Regions from separate parts of the Gossypium arboreum genome. Here region 2 is linked to region 1. A link is a contact called in public Hi-C data. All regions are on one chromosome and are shown on one strand. The core of a region is the stretch at or near the end of the contact, and the rest is flanking DNA. Distances in the headings are between cores, read along the strand shown.

Evidence for each region. Hi-C and Micro-C count contacts between places; a contact is called where the count stands out from the background.
Region 2: a Hi-C map of leaf shows a contact between it and region 1, with 2.6 times the contacts expected there. The contact joins the promoter of LOC108470902 here to the enhancer-like site in region 1. A contact is called at or near these places in 2 of 5 Hi-C or Micro-C datasets (both in leaf).

The regions. Positions count from the first base shown.
Region 1 is chr1:106,078,539-106,086,141 of ASM2569848v2, reverse strand. No RefSeq gene overlaps it. Among protein-coding and RNA genes, the nearest start is that of LOC108471306, 27 kb to the right of the region's middle. Within about 2 kb of position 2,596, at least 2 of the 2 cell types and tissues checked have an H3K27ac peak or open chromatin away from gene starts, as enhancers often do. A contact at or near this core is called in leaf, where this site is marked.
Region 2 is chr1:106,188,109-106,195,711 of ASM2569848v2, reverse strand. LOC108470902 reads left to right here and starts at 4,633. Exons shown (of 18, transcript XM_017772420.2): 1 at 4,633-5,258; 2 at 5,345-5,434; 3 at 5,782-5,901; 4 at 5,989-6,072; 5 at 6,559-6,636; 6 at 6,956-7,081; 7 at 7,165-7,242; 8 at 7,580-7,603. The coding sequence starts at 4,872.

The sequences.
Region 1 (7,603 bases), core at 1,347-3,846:
GTGGAATGACTATGAATATGGAATGAATTGTAAGAAATATGAATACACTAATATTTAAAGAAAGATTAACGTGTATGTGACTTGTGGAAAACCAAAAACCCTAATTTCAAGACGATTGTGTTTTCAATTTTTCATTAAATGTGAACATAAGAAAATAATTAAAAAAACATAATATGATGGAGATGTAATATATAAGAAATATAAAGTTGAATATAGAGGTATTGAGCAAAGTTAAATTAGTAAGTCCAAGAATAATGTTGCACCAACTTTTTGACGCAACAAAGATTGCAAATGCATGCCCTTAATTCATCGTTTATTTTCTTAATCTTCTTCCTTCAGCACAAATCTTTGAATACTTTTTGTCTTTAAAATAGTTAGTTTAGCTGGAAAAATATGTATGTATATATCAATTTGTGAGAGCATTTTGATTTTCGAGAATAATGAATAAAAAACAGCTCTTTCATACATATTTTTATTCAAATTTTCGAAAACCTCTAAATAACTCTTTTAAGTTTTATTGCAGTTTCGTTGTAACAAGTAAAAAAACGAGATACAATACTAAAAGTTATAAACAACATTCTTATTTTTGGATATTCCCTTTTGGGTTTGACTTTGATTTTTAATATTAGGGTTTATTTTTCTTTTAAATTGGTCTTTAAAGTTAGCAATTATTCTCTCATTAGATTTTAACTAGGCAACTATTCTTACATTAGGCCTGAATTTCTATTTATCCAAGGTAATCCTTAAACTTGATAATTATTCTCATACTAAGACTTGAACTTTTTTTGTTCAACATTTTTTCAAGAAAATATTGGAGACTAAATTGGACAAAAAAAAAAATGCAAGGCTATATGTGAGGAAAAAAAAATTCAAATCCTAATATGAGAACATTTACCATATTTAAACCCCAAAACATTAACCGGCCATTTGGTTTTAAATTTACGTTTGTAAGATCTTATTCAAAATTGAATTCAACAAACTATAATTTAAGCTTAATCAATTTAGAAATTATTGCAAGTCTCACACTTAATGAGTTCACTCACTAATCCTCAAGCTTTCCTACTGAATGTTCCCACAAAATGAAATTATAGTGTGTCAAGTAGAAGAGAATGATTGAACTTTTGAAAGGACTCCATGCCTACTTTCCCACGGTCGATAAGTTAGTCTCCTAAAAATTGGGATATGATAGCTATTTCATTATTCCTTTAATACATAATTCTAATCTTCTAACTTTCTCAATCACCATCCTCTTAAATAAGAAAAAAAAGAGAGTAAAAACCCCATAATTTTTTAAACCCTAAATTAAATCGATCTAAATCCAATATAAAGCCATAATTACCCATTGTATATGAAAAGAATTAGGCAGCATATTGTTGCTTGCAGCGTTGAAACATTCATTGCAACATCCGTTTGCACCAATATTTTGTTGAATTAATGATTAAATACCTTATAATCGGAGTTAAAACATGTGAATTTAAGGTATAAAGAACATGGGTTTAGCTAAGTGTTAAACTATTTGTATCTTAAGCTCTTCGTTTGAAGATACCCTATTTTATTAATTTTCTTCCATAAACTCAAAATTACTTGTTTTATTCTCTTGATTAAAATAATATGGCCTGATACAAGAGTTTTTTTCGAATTCCAAATATTAAGAACCCTAAACTTTGTTGTATAGTTATCTTTAAAAGGTGATGTTCATTTCATTCAAGAATCAATTAAAAAATTATAACTTTAAGCCCAATTAACATTACTTCGTCTTAATAGTAGTATAATCTTATTTGGGCCTGAAATCGACTTCTTAAAAAAAGCCCCATTTATAAATAAACCAGAAAACCTAATTTCTCAGTACTACTTGGGATGTGAGGTTGTTTCTTCTATATAATCTTCCAGGGCCACCATTGCTTCAACGTCAGTGATTTCCCTTTTCTTTTTCCTGAAAATTTAGTATTTATACCCATGCCAAGACCTTGTATTTTTTTTTAAATCTATTATTATTTGTTTTGTGTTGAATGGAGTTTTCTTTTTCATTACATTCAGCCGAGTTTTATACATATTTTTACGTATTAAAAATGTATTTGTGTCGAATACATATACACAAAAGCTTCAGCATTGTCTGTGCTTCCAAATATACCACAGATTTTAAAATATAATACAAACAAAAGACATGTTGAAAATGAAAGAGATTTGTGAATCTGCACCAATAGTTGGTGAATGTACACACTTCGGTTTGCCTTTCTATGAAGGCGAAAGTTGATGGACCAAGGATGACTAAGTGCCGAGTCCATTCTTATATGAAACTTGTCCCGTTAAAAATTGCGTGTCATCTAGTAATGGAAATGGAAAGTAAAGCTTACAAAGGAAATTATCGATTTATGATCTATGCTTTGCCAGGAAGGGATAGGTAAGGCCTCGAAGCTTTCTAAATTTCAGTGATGATGTTGGAGAAATGGGAGAATTCAATGACTTTAAAGGGCTTCAATGTGACACTGTAGTCGAAGATGAGGATGACTGATTTTGAGGGTAAAGATATTCCTATCTTTGCTGTTCGACGTAGCCACAATCTTCTTACACATCAGCCTTCTTTTATGCAAACCATCGGCATTGATGTGTTTGACGAGCATGAATTCAAGTTGTAAAACCATTGGACGCTTTTGCAAAACGTCCTATACTGTCCTTGTGCCGACTATTTTAGTCGACTCGATACTATTTTCTTTTTCTTGCTCAGCATATGAATAGAATATTATTAACCAAGCACAGAAACAAGAAACGACAAATACAAGCGATGTTGACAGCAACAACACCAGCAATGAAGTATAAAAATACTTGCAAAAAATACCCTACACTCCCCTCTTACAATTGCCCATAGGGTTGTGCAAAATTCGGGTAAAACTAAAAAAATTCGGTTAACCGACCAAATTCGGTTAATCGGTCGGTTAACCGAATTAATTCGGTCGGGAGTCGATTAATAATTTTTTGAGTTTTCGGTTAACGGTTAATTCGATTCGAAACCGGTCAGTTAACCAAATATTTTCGGTTTAACCATAAATATTAATAAATAAATTTATAATATATAAATAGCCCACTATTTATTCAAACTCAATTCAACGTAAACCCAAATACCCAATCTAATATATATTAACCCAAGTACCCAACCCAATCCAATCATAAAAATTACAAATAATTTAATAAATAAAAATAAAAAAACATATAATTTTATACAAATAATTCGGTTAATTTGGTTAATTTGGGTAATTCGGTTAATTCGGTTAATTCGGGTAATTCGGTTAATTCGATTAATTCGATTAATTCGGTTAATTCGGTTAATTTTATACTTATTTTAACCAAAAATAAAAAAAAATATAATTTTCGGTTAATTCGGTTAACCGACCGAATTAACCGAAAAAATTTAGGTTCGGTTAATTTTGTTGAAAAAATTTCGGTTCGATTAATGGTTAAAAATTTTGAAAGGTCAGTTAATTCGGTTAATATTATTTCGGGTCGGTTAACCGGTCGGTTAAACGATTGAACACCCCTAATTGCCCCTTTACTAGCGGCGTTTCTGGTTTCTCCTATGCCATTAATATTTTTTGCTTAAAAAAAGGCCGCTATTCCTCTAATTTACTATAGTGATCAAAAGCCAGTTCTGAAGTTTCTTGTCTAGAAGTACGAGGTTGTTGATTTCTATTGGCCTCTTTTAGAATGTCATTGACCTCTTCTAGAATGTCCACTTAAAAGGTGTTTTTGATTTCCCTTATTTTTTTTTGAAATAGAGTCCTTTGCATCATAGGTCTAATGTTAGATTCATGGGTTGAAATACCTATAAGATGCCTTTCAGGGACAATCAACCTTGTAGAGACATTTGCAGTGGGTATATGAATTATTTTTTGAACTTCAAGTACGTTTGTTAAAATTGGACAAAGTTGATGTCGAAACTCTTTTTTTTTAAATTGTCGACTTTTATTTAAAAAGAAAACGAAAAATGGGAGTCGCCACCAATCCTTTTTAATGAGGTGTGATTGGGTCACTTCATGATCGATCGTTTTGATAAAATGTTTTATTTACTAAAACACCAATTTTAGTCTACGAAATTTGAGAAAATAGGTTCGGGAGTCGGCTACGTACGAGGAAAGATTAGCACCCTCATAATGCCCAGAATTGGTACATAATTGATTAATTAATGTCTAAACGTCGAAAGTTGAAAACTTGAAAAGCATTTAAAATACGATCCTCTCTTTTTTATTAACGTTAATTTTACAAAAAAAATATTTGGATAAATTGAAGCCGATGCTAAAGACCTTCTTGTCCCGAAGTAATAAAATGTCACATCCAGTACGTTAGGACACGACATTTTAAACCCTCGAGAATAAGCTTGTCTTTTGATTTTCAAAATTCATGCATTTTAATTTTAATAGGATATTAGGACATTTGGGTCAAACGAGAAAAATCGAAACCCAGTACGTTAGGGCACGATCTCTCGAATTTCTAAACACAGAATATTGCATTTATTAATTTTTTTTTATGAATTTAGGATGAAAATTGATAAAATATCTAAAAATGGTATGCAAATAAAGTTTTATGCTAACGAATGACAACAATATGAATGTACTAATAAACGATTCATAGTTTATGATGGCAATAATCACGTAATATACATCATTTAAATGCCAATATTAATGATCAAAGAAAATGAACTAAATGATAACAATTTGAAATAAATAATAAAAAATCTTAAACAAATAAAAAAGGTTTAAAAATAGACACTATAAAAGTAATTTGAAATACATAATGCGAGGCGACTTATGATGATTAATATACCAACATTCTAAAATAAGATAATACATATAAAGGAACTTAAAATAAATAAAACATTTTAAAATGTCATAAAGAGAATCTAGAATAAATATTACATAAAAAGTAATTGAATAAATAATACATATATAAGAATACATAATAGCTTAATATAAATAATATAAAAAACAAAATAATAAATGAATTATAATCATAAGAAAAAGGGCTTGAAGAAATAAATAAACAAATAAATAAAGTATTAAATGAAATATTAGATAAACAATTTTTTTAACATAAAAAAATAAAAGAAATTGGAGTTATAGAAGGTTAAGGATTAATTTGTAGTAAAAAACAAATATAAGATACAAATCATAAAAAAAAATGATGAAACACCAAAAGGATCCAAATAAATGCGCGTGAAAAAGAGAAGGACTGACTGGGAAAATATCCCAAGCCCTCAAAACGCACATGTTTCAGTATGGACTAAAATGAAACAACTTCAAACTTATTGGGCCAAATTAAAAAAAACAAAGACCAAAGGGATCTAATTAAAGTAGGTGTAAAAGCGGAAGGACCTATAAGGCAAATAGACCATTTAAAAAAAACGCAGATCTTATTAATTGGTGGGTCGGATTTCGGGTCAGAGGCCAAAACGACGTCGTTTTGGCCTCTAAAATTAATCTTCAAAACGGCATTGTTTCTTCTTGCTACATAAACAAATTTTTTTTAAAAAAAACTCATTTCAGCTGAAAATTTTTTAAAAAACTCAAAAAGCTTCTTGTTTTCTTTGCAGGGTTTTTTTGCTCCGGCCATAAGGGACCATCGTCCCTCCGCCATGGCTCCACCGTCGGTGGTGGCCGGAGAGACACCCGAGGCTTAATCTAGGCCTTTTTTTATGTGTGAAAAAGATTTAGGACCCAAAAATTTCAAAACCAAACCCCCAAAACTTTTAAAACAACAAAAAATTTTCGACTCTTGGCCTCCTCTGCCGTGGCTTCAACCGGATCCCTAGGGATCTAACAGCCTTCTGACCAGAGAAGCGAATGCGGATGACACCAAGATCGAACAATGGGTAAAAATCTTCCTTTCTATGTATTTTTGTGGTAGATTCGAATGAAAATAAGAAAGAAAAAGAAAATAAAAACATAATAATAAAAGCAGCGATGAATAAATGGACCACATTTGAAGTGTATTTTCGTTCTGTGTTGATTTTTGTGTAAAAAAATACAATGAAAATGTTTCTAGCTTCATAGCCGAATGATTACAATCTTTTTTGTTTTTGTTTTGATCTTCTGCTGCGTTTGTTACTGTTGTTGTTGTCCTTTCTGTAGGTAAAGAGGCGACATGGTAGGGCAGCTGGCGCGTACGGAGGCGAGGGCAAGGGGGCTGTAGGAGTGGCGCAAAGGGAACCCTAGGGTTCTTTCAGAAATTCCAAATGTCTTGAGCCTATTGAGCTTTGTGCATATGGATTTGTTGTAATTGTAAAATTTAGCATGTCATTGGGTTTTAATTGGTTGTGAAATGGGTTTGTAATTTGTTTGTATTTTGGACTTAATTATTATGTTTTGGTTTATTATTATTTGGTTTCATTTCTGGTTCGAGCCCCGGGCCAAAATTGGGCCTTACAACTGCCCCTCTTTGCTTATTATTGTGTAACAAGAATAGAGCAAAGACTTTTAAGAAGGACCAATTTTGTCCGGTCTCTGAATCTCGACTTTTTTGGTGCTCCTCTTCTTCAAGTAACCTCGTTCTAATCTACTGTATCTTCAGAGGTATAGGAATTGATGCTCTGATTCGCTCCAATGTAATTTTAAGGAAAAGAGATTTGTAGCTTCGATCTACTCCGTTGAAACTTTAAGGAGATAAGCATTGGTAATTTCAACATACTCCACTGCAACTTTAGGGAGATAAGGTTTGTGTATTTTTATCCTGCTCTGCAACTTTAGAGAGATAAGGATTGTGGCTTCGATCTGCTCCAATACAACTTTAGGTAGAAAAGATTTTCCATGATGACTTAATCCGACCTACTACAACTTCAGAGGTATAGGACTTGTTATTTATAGTTTTAATTTTGTTCCACTGCAACTTCAGATAAATACGATCCGCTATCTTCGAACCACTCCACTATAACTTTAAGGGGGATAAGGTTCACTATATTTAGTCTGCTCCACTATAACTTTAGGGAGATAAGACTTGTGGTTTCAATCTGCTCCACTGCAACTTCAGGGAGATAAGGTTGGTGGCTTCAATCTGCTCCACTACAACTTCAGGGAGATAAGACTCGCCATGGTGATTTAATCTGACCTACAGCAACTTCGGAGGTATAGGATTTGTGACTTTACTGGCCTGTTACACCGTTTTCTGGGGAACAAGACCTATAAAATCCGCTTAATGGGTCTATTTATGCCAAATGATTAGGATGTCATGTTCAGAATGAATCAAATGCTCTCAACTAGATGTGTATGAATGATACTTGTATTGATGCAGAATGTTATTTTCGAGAATGATTCGTTTTTAATGATTAGGTTTTCATTGCTCATCGTTCATCAATGTTCTATCACTGATATGTTACTGTACCTTCTTACTCAGCTGGTATCTTTGACAGAAGATTTGAAGAGATAACCATAATTTGAACTATCTTCCCTCCAATGTTTTCAATTTTTGAATTTAGGTTAGTTCTAACTAGTGGTCCTGTTTCAGGTTCTTGTACCATTTAGAAACTTTTTAGAGTAATATGCAGAACTTCTTTCATGTGAATATTGTAAGTCCAATAATCATTGTTTCAATGAAAAATGCTTGAAAATGCTATCACGAT
Region 2 (7,603 bases), core at 3,384-5,883, 110 kb before region 1:
CTGATGTTGTAGAAGACTACAGCGATGGTGAACTTCTAGTCGCTTCTATCAATGATTCTAAAGTAAACGAGGAGTGGATACTTGATTCAGGTTGCACCTTCCACATGAGTCCCAATCGGGATTGGTTTACAACTTACGAAACAGTGTCTGAAAGTGTTGTTTTAATGGGAAATAATGCTTCGTGTAAAATCACAGGTGTTGGAACAATTAAAGTTAAGATGTTTGATGGAGTTGTCAGAACACTTAGTGACGTACGGCATGTTCCAGAATTGAAAAGAAATTTAATTTCGTTGAGTACTCTTGATTCAAAAGGGTACAGATACACAGCTGAAAGTGGGGTTTTCAATATTTCCAAAGGGTCCCTTGTTGTGATGAAAGGGCAGAGAAAGATTGCCAAGTTATATGTTTTGCAAGGTTTTACTGTTACTAGTGATGCAACTGTCGCTTCCTCTTCCTTGTCAGATGATGATATTACTAAACTTTGGCATATGCGCCTAGGGCATATGAGTGAGAATGGCATGGCAGAATTGAGCAAAAGAGGACTTCTTGATGGGCAAGAAATTTGCAAACTAAATTTCTGTAAGCACTGGTTTTTGGGAAGCAAAAGAGAGCTCGATTCACTAGAGGAATTCATAACACGAAGGGAACGTTGGAGTATATTCATTCTGATCTGTGGAGGCCATCCAGAGTGCCTTTGAGAGGTGGAGCTAATTATATGCTAACTTTTATTGATGATTTTTCTAGAAAAGCTTGGGAGTTCTTCTTGAAGTAGAAAAGCGATATGTTTTCCGCATTTAAGTCTTGGAAAATTATGATTGAAAAACAGACAGGAAAACAGATAAAATACCTCCGCACAGACAATGGCTTAGAGTTCTGTTCTAATGAGTTTAATAGATTGTGCAAGTCGAAGGATCGAAGACACTTGACGATTCATCATACTCCACAAAGAAAAGCGGTGTTGCGAATCGAATGAATGTAATGATCATAGAGAAGGTTCGATGTATGTTGTCAAATGCCAACTTACCGAAATCGTTTCGGGTAGAAGTAGCCTCTACTGCATATTTTTTGATCAACCGATCTCCATCCGTTGCCATTAAGAAAAAGACTCCACAAGAGGTATGGTCTAGTAATCCTGCTAATTATTCTGATTTAAAGATCTTTGGGTGTCCTGCGTATGCTCATGTTGATAATGAAAAATTGGAACCGAGATCCATTAAATGTGTTTTTCTTAGTTATAAAGCTAGTGTAAAAGGGTATAAGTTATGGTGTACTGAAAATAGAAAAGTTGTGATTAGCAGAGATGTTGTTTTTGATGAAACTGCTATACTACCTAACTTATCTCTTAAATACTCTTCCAATAAAAAAATCAAAAGCAGGTGGAGCATCAGATTAATACAGAGTCGACTACTCAAGCCAGTACAAAAATTGAGAATAGAGTTTCTTCTTCACCGCAATACTCTATAGCCAAAAACAGAACTAGAAGAGAAATTAAACCTCCAAAGAAGTATGCCGAGGCTGATCTAGTTGCTTATGCCTTAAATGTGGCTGAAGATATAGATGCAAATCAAGAGTCATCTAATTATTCTGAGGCAGTTAGCTGTGAAGACTCAGAAAAGTGGATGTTTGCTATGCAAGAGGAGATGGAATCACTCCATAAAAATAGAACATGGGATTTGTAAAACTTCCTAAAGATAAAAAGGCTGTTCGTTGTAAATGGGTGTTTAAAAGGAAAGAAGGGACTCTAGGAGTTGAAAAACCCATATATAAAGCAAGGCTTGTTGCAAAGGGTTACATTTACATTCCAGGAGTGGACTTTAGAGATGTGTTCTCCCCAGTTGTTAAGCATAGTTCGATTCGAGCTTTGCTTGGTATTGTGGCCATGCATGATTTGGAGCTTGAGCAGTTAGATGTAAAAGCTGCATTTTTGTATGGAGAACTTGAGGAGGATATTTACATGTAACAACCAGAGGGTTTTACAGTCTCAGAAAAAGAAGACTATGTTTGCTTGCTGAAAAAGTCCCTTTACGGTTTGAAACAGTCACCAAAGCAATGGTACAAGAGGTTTGATTCTTTTATGACTTCTCATGATTTCAAAAGAAGTAGTTTTGATAGTTGTGTTTACTTTAAGAAAAACAGTGATGGTTCTTTTGTGTATCTACTTCTTTATGTTGATGACATGTTGATAGCAGCAAAAGATAAAGGAGAGATAAGAAAGGTCAAAGCCTAACTAAGTGAAGAATTTGAGATGAAAGATTTAGGACCAGCAAAGAAGATATTTGGTATGGAGATTCTCAGAGATAGAAAAGCAAGTAAATTGTACCTAAGTCAGAAGGGGTACATTGAGAAAGTACTTTGCAGGTTCAATATGTAGAGTGCTAAGCCTGTTAGTACTCCTTTAGCAGCCCATTTCAGACTTTCATCGACTTTGTCTCCACAATCAAATGATGAGATTGAGTACATGTCACATGTTCCATACTCTAATGCAGTGGGATCTCTCATGTATACTATGGTTTGTTCACGTCCAGATTTATCATATGCAGACAGTGTAGTAAGCAGATAGATGGCAAATCCCGGTAAAGAACATTGGAAAGCAGTTTAGTGGATTTTAAGATACTTACGAGGCACTACTGATGTTTACTTACAGTTTGGAAGAACTAAAGATGGAGTCATAGGGTATGTTGATGCTGATTTTGTTGGAGACCTTGATAGAAGAAGATCTCTCATAGGTTACGTCTTTACAATTGGAGGATGTGCAGTTAGTTGGAAAGCCACTTTGCAAACTACAGTCACTTTGTCTACCACTGAAGTTGAGTACATGGCGATTACTGAGGCTTGTAAAGAAGCTATTTGGTTGAAGGGACTATTTAATGAACTCAATGAAGACCTTCAAATCAGTATAGTTTTTTGTGACAGTCAGAGTGCCATCTTTCTTACAAAAGATCAAATGTTTCATGAGAGAACAAAACATATTGATGTTTAGTATCATTTTTTTGTGATATTATTGCTGGTGGTGATATTGTTGTGAGCAAAATTAGTACTCATGAAAATCCTGCAGATATGATGAATAAGTCACTTCCTATAACCAAGTTTGAGCATTGCTTAGAATTGGTTGGTGTTTATTGTTGAAGTTAAACCCTTAAGGGGTTTTATGGAAGAGGTGGAGAACTTGTTCATTAAAAGTTCGCGATGAAGAACTTGTTCATTGAGAATTTGTGTCAAGGTGGAGATTGTTAGAATTAAGTGACCCGAATTCTTATTTAAATAAAATACAATGAAAAATAAAATAAAAGTAAAATCCATATAGAACTAGACTTCTTTTATTTTATTTTAGAATAAGGTTTTTAAATCTTATTAAACTCCATCTATTTTATATTGATTAGGATAAGGTGTTTCAATCCTACTATAATATGGCTTTACAAAGCTATAAATAGAAATAGTCTATTCCTCTTGTATTGATTCAAATTTTCGACATAGTAAATTTTCTTCTCCTCTACCCGTGATTTTTTCCCAAAAGGATTTTCACGTAAAATTTGTGTAATCTTTATTTTATTTATTTTATTATTTTTATTTTCACACTTTGAATTGCACATTTGCTATCATTGAACCACTAGTTTCCCTCACCTTGGGTGTTAATTTCAATATTTGTAAATCTGGACTTGGATCTTTTACAATAAGTGAAAAAGTGAAGGCTTGTCAATATAATATCCATCTAGGTTACATTAACATCATCTCCTTTTCTTGAAAATTTTTAAAAAGAACTATAATTTTTCAGAAACTGACGTGATGAATAGTATAATCTAATATAAAAACTAGGCCTAGATTAAAGGAAGTCATCAAACTAGCTTATTGGAAAAGCATGAACTAGGATATTGGTTGAAATATGAAATTGCAACTCATCCTCTTACTTAGAAAATCAACAACAATTTATTACAAAAAAAGGGAAATCAGTAGCAATTAGACCTACTAAAGCCATATAAACTAAAATTCAAGTTGACAAAGAGTCGAAGATGCCTTCCATAAGCAAACCAGTCGAGCTGTAAGGGTAGTAGGACGAAGCAATGGGAGTTCCAATGGCTCAAGCAATATACCTAGCATAGAATCCATTTTTGTAAAAAAAAAAAAAAAGAAATCAACCGGCTAATCTATCAATCTTGCATCAATTGGGAAATAGAAAGATTAATTTTTCTTCTCAGTTTACCCAAATCCAAAAATTGAGAAAAACCCTAAAAAATTCTACTTTATTATTTAAAATGCCAGTAAGATATTTGCCAAGAAAATCAATAAGATGACATGTAAATATGTATATATATATATATATATATATATGTTAATTCAGCTTTTCCGTTAAATAATTTTGATAATGTTAGTACAAGTGAATCAATTTATTAATAATAAAAGTTAAATGGTGTAATTTGATTAAATTAAAGGTTTATGATTTAAATGAAAATAAGAGCTAAGTTTGGAGATTTAAAGTGCGAACTACTCAATAGACAAAGTAAAACTGTAGATACCAAAATAGATATCTTAAAAGTAAAGGATTAGACTAGAAGATTCAATAAATATAGGGGCCAAATATGGTATTATCCCAAAGTTTTAACACATTTAATTTTAAAGATCACTTTTCCAAAAATTTGTGTCGCGGAATCTAGTTAACCTAAACGTCTTTAATGGACGTTTGCCCTTTTCGCTGCTAATTGTCATCAACGAATATAACTAATTTGGCCATTTTGCCCTTTCCTAGCCACTGCTACCACCCGCTACGGCCGTCACCTTTCTCTTCCACTTTACAGTGTCCCTCACAATCACTGTTTTCCATTCCGCTAATTTACTTTTAAATTCCGAAACCAACCGCGTCAAAAGGGAAAGTAACAATGGGGGGATGGTGGAGATTCGGAAAATGGACGGTCCTGATTATGTTCCTTCACATCATTTCCATTTTGATCTTCACCAAAGGCTTTCTCTTAACCCGAACTGAACTTCCCCATTCCAGCCACTGCTCTGATCTTTCTCAATCTCCTTGCCATTCGTCCCCTTCTTCTTCTTCTTGTTGGACCAAGCCTGCCGTTGACCGTCTCATCATCATTGTTCTCGATGCGCTGCGATTTGATTTCGTTGCTCCAAGCTCCTTTTTTGAGGAAAAACAACCTTGGATGGATAAGCTCGAAGTGTTACAGAGGATGGCTTCAGAGAATCCTTCTTCAGCTAAGATTTTTAAAGCTATTGCTGACCCACCTACTACCAGCTTGCAACGTCTGAAGGTTTCTTTTCTTTTCGTTTTACAAGTTTCAAAGTTTTTAGTTCATGAAAATAGCATTTCACGGTTTTGTTTTGTTGATTTTATCAGGGATTGACAACAGGGGCGCTCCCTACTTTTATCGATGTTGGGAATAGCTTTGGTGCTCCTGCCATTGTTGAAGACAATTTCATTAATCAGGTTTATCTGATCATTGCTCTTTCTGTTTATGGAAGTGAAAATTTGAAGTGGATTTGAGTAGAAACTCCAATATTAATTTCTTTTTAGAATTGAAAGTTCTTTTTTTTTTTTTTTTCCCTCTAAGAAAGGAGAATGTATGCCTTTCCTTTTACATGGAACGATTATGCTGGAGTAGTATGACATTTTAGTTCTTTAAAATAAAAAAAAAAACTGATTATTCTATTATTTTCTACTTTTTTCCCGTTTAGGATGTAAAATCTAAGTAGCAAAGTGGTTACCAAATGAAAAGCTTAATGTTTATTGGTGTTTTTCATTCTAATTTGTTTTACTTATTTATTTATTTTCAGTTGATTCAAAATGGGAAGAGAGTGGTGATGATGGGAGACGATACATGGACACAGTTGTTTCCTAATCATTTTAACAAATCCTATCCATATCCTTCTTTTAATGTTAAGGATCTCAACACGGTATGCCATGTTTTTAACTGCAATTCGTCAAAAGTGACTCTGTATTTAAATGGTTGCGATAAATGATGTCAATGTTGTTTTATTCAGGTAGATAATGGATGCATTGAACACCTACTTCCATCATTATATCAACAAGACTGGGATGTCCTTATTGCGCACTTTCTTGGTGTGGTATGATTAACATGGTTTATTTCAAGTTGAGAAAGTTTAGATAAATATTCGGTTAGTTAACTATTCAGGGTTATTTTCTTTTGGAGCCTGAAGCTGAATATGAATATCTAGGGGCTTCTTTATTAGATCTTATGCTAATTATTACTAATTCTTTGGTGGAATTGTTTTCCTCTTCCTTATTGCCTCTTCACCTAGGTGTTATGCTACTTTTATTGAAATCTAATTTTACCTTAAAAGTGGAACATGCCCTGAAGAAAAAAAACTATCTAAACTTATTACCTTTACCTTGTTTAGTGTAAATGTATCAATTGATATGTTCTCACCGCGTGCTGCAAAGTTCGGTTAACTGATTTAAAGCTATTGTGGATGATTCTTATGTTTCTAAAATTACACGAGGTTTCTAAGATTTTGCATACGGTTACACACTCCCCCCAATGATCAAAATGGCAATGATCTCCACCGTCTTATGGACTTCTGTTTGGTCAGGATCATGCAGGCCATATCCATGGTGTTGATTCCACTCCAATGATCGAAAAACTGGAGCAGTACAATGCAGTTTTAGAGGTAATTTCTTGAAGCAATACAGTTGTTTCTTTCAAATGGTTTAGCATCTTTACTGTTCTGCTTCCATGGATTCTCCATCATTTTTCTCTTCTATAATGAATTTTTACTTTTTTCACTGACTTTTTAAGAAATAAACAGCCCCAACCAAACCTACCTGTTTCGCAAAATTTTCTATAGAGAACTTATTTTTGCTATTTAGTCTTCTGGATGCTTGACATGGAAAATATCTTGTAGAACTCATGTTGCATTTACTTCTATTTTTATCCTTCTGTTGCTTCCTAAGAGAACATTTAGCTTTTATGTCTCTGCCTGAATTCAGAAAGTAATTAAAGAGCTCCAGAACCAGTCTGGACCTGGCAAGTTACATGAGAATAGTTTACTTCTTGTAATGGGTGATCATGGACAAACCTTAAACGGGGATCATGGAGGAGGAAGTCCTGAGGAGGTATGATGCTTATATTCTGATCTACGACATAGAAATTTAATTTTATTATTTGGTTTTTCAGTCTTATTTGTTTTATCATGCAGGTTGAAACATCAATATTTGCTATGAGTTTTAAAGATTTGCCTTCCCTGCCATCTGAATTTGATTCTTCATCTTGTGAGGTAAACTTGTCATTTCCTCACTCTTTCAATATATGTTGGCGGCTTCTAGGAGGAATAGAGATTTTCTTTCTCTTAGGCTGCTTTTGTGTGCCTTTGTTCATAAAAGTCGAGAAAGAGAAGGAAAAGAGCCTCAATACATTAACATTAGAGAAAACTTTAACTGTAATTTTTTATCAGGTGCCTTGATTATAATTTTATATTAGGGTTCCGTATGCTACAACATTTATTTGGGGGAAAAAATTTTGTCAGATGGTAACAAGTTTATAAATTTTATTTAGCATTCTCATGAGCCAGAAATTTTTTTTCTTTTCTCATTTTTTTTTTCCTTTTGTTGCAGCCTAGCAAAAATATATGTATCAGC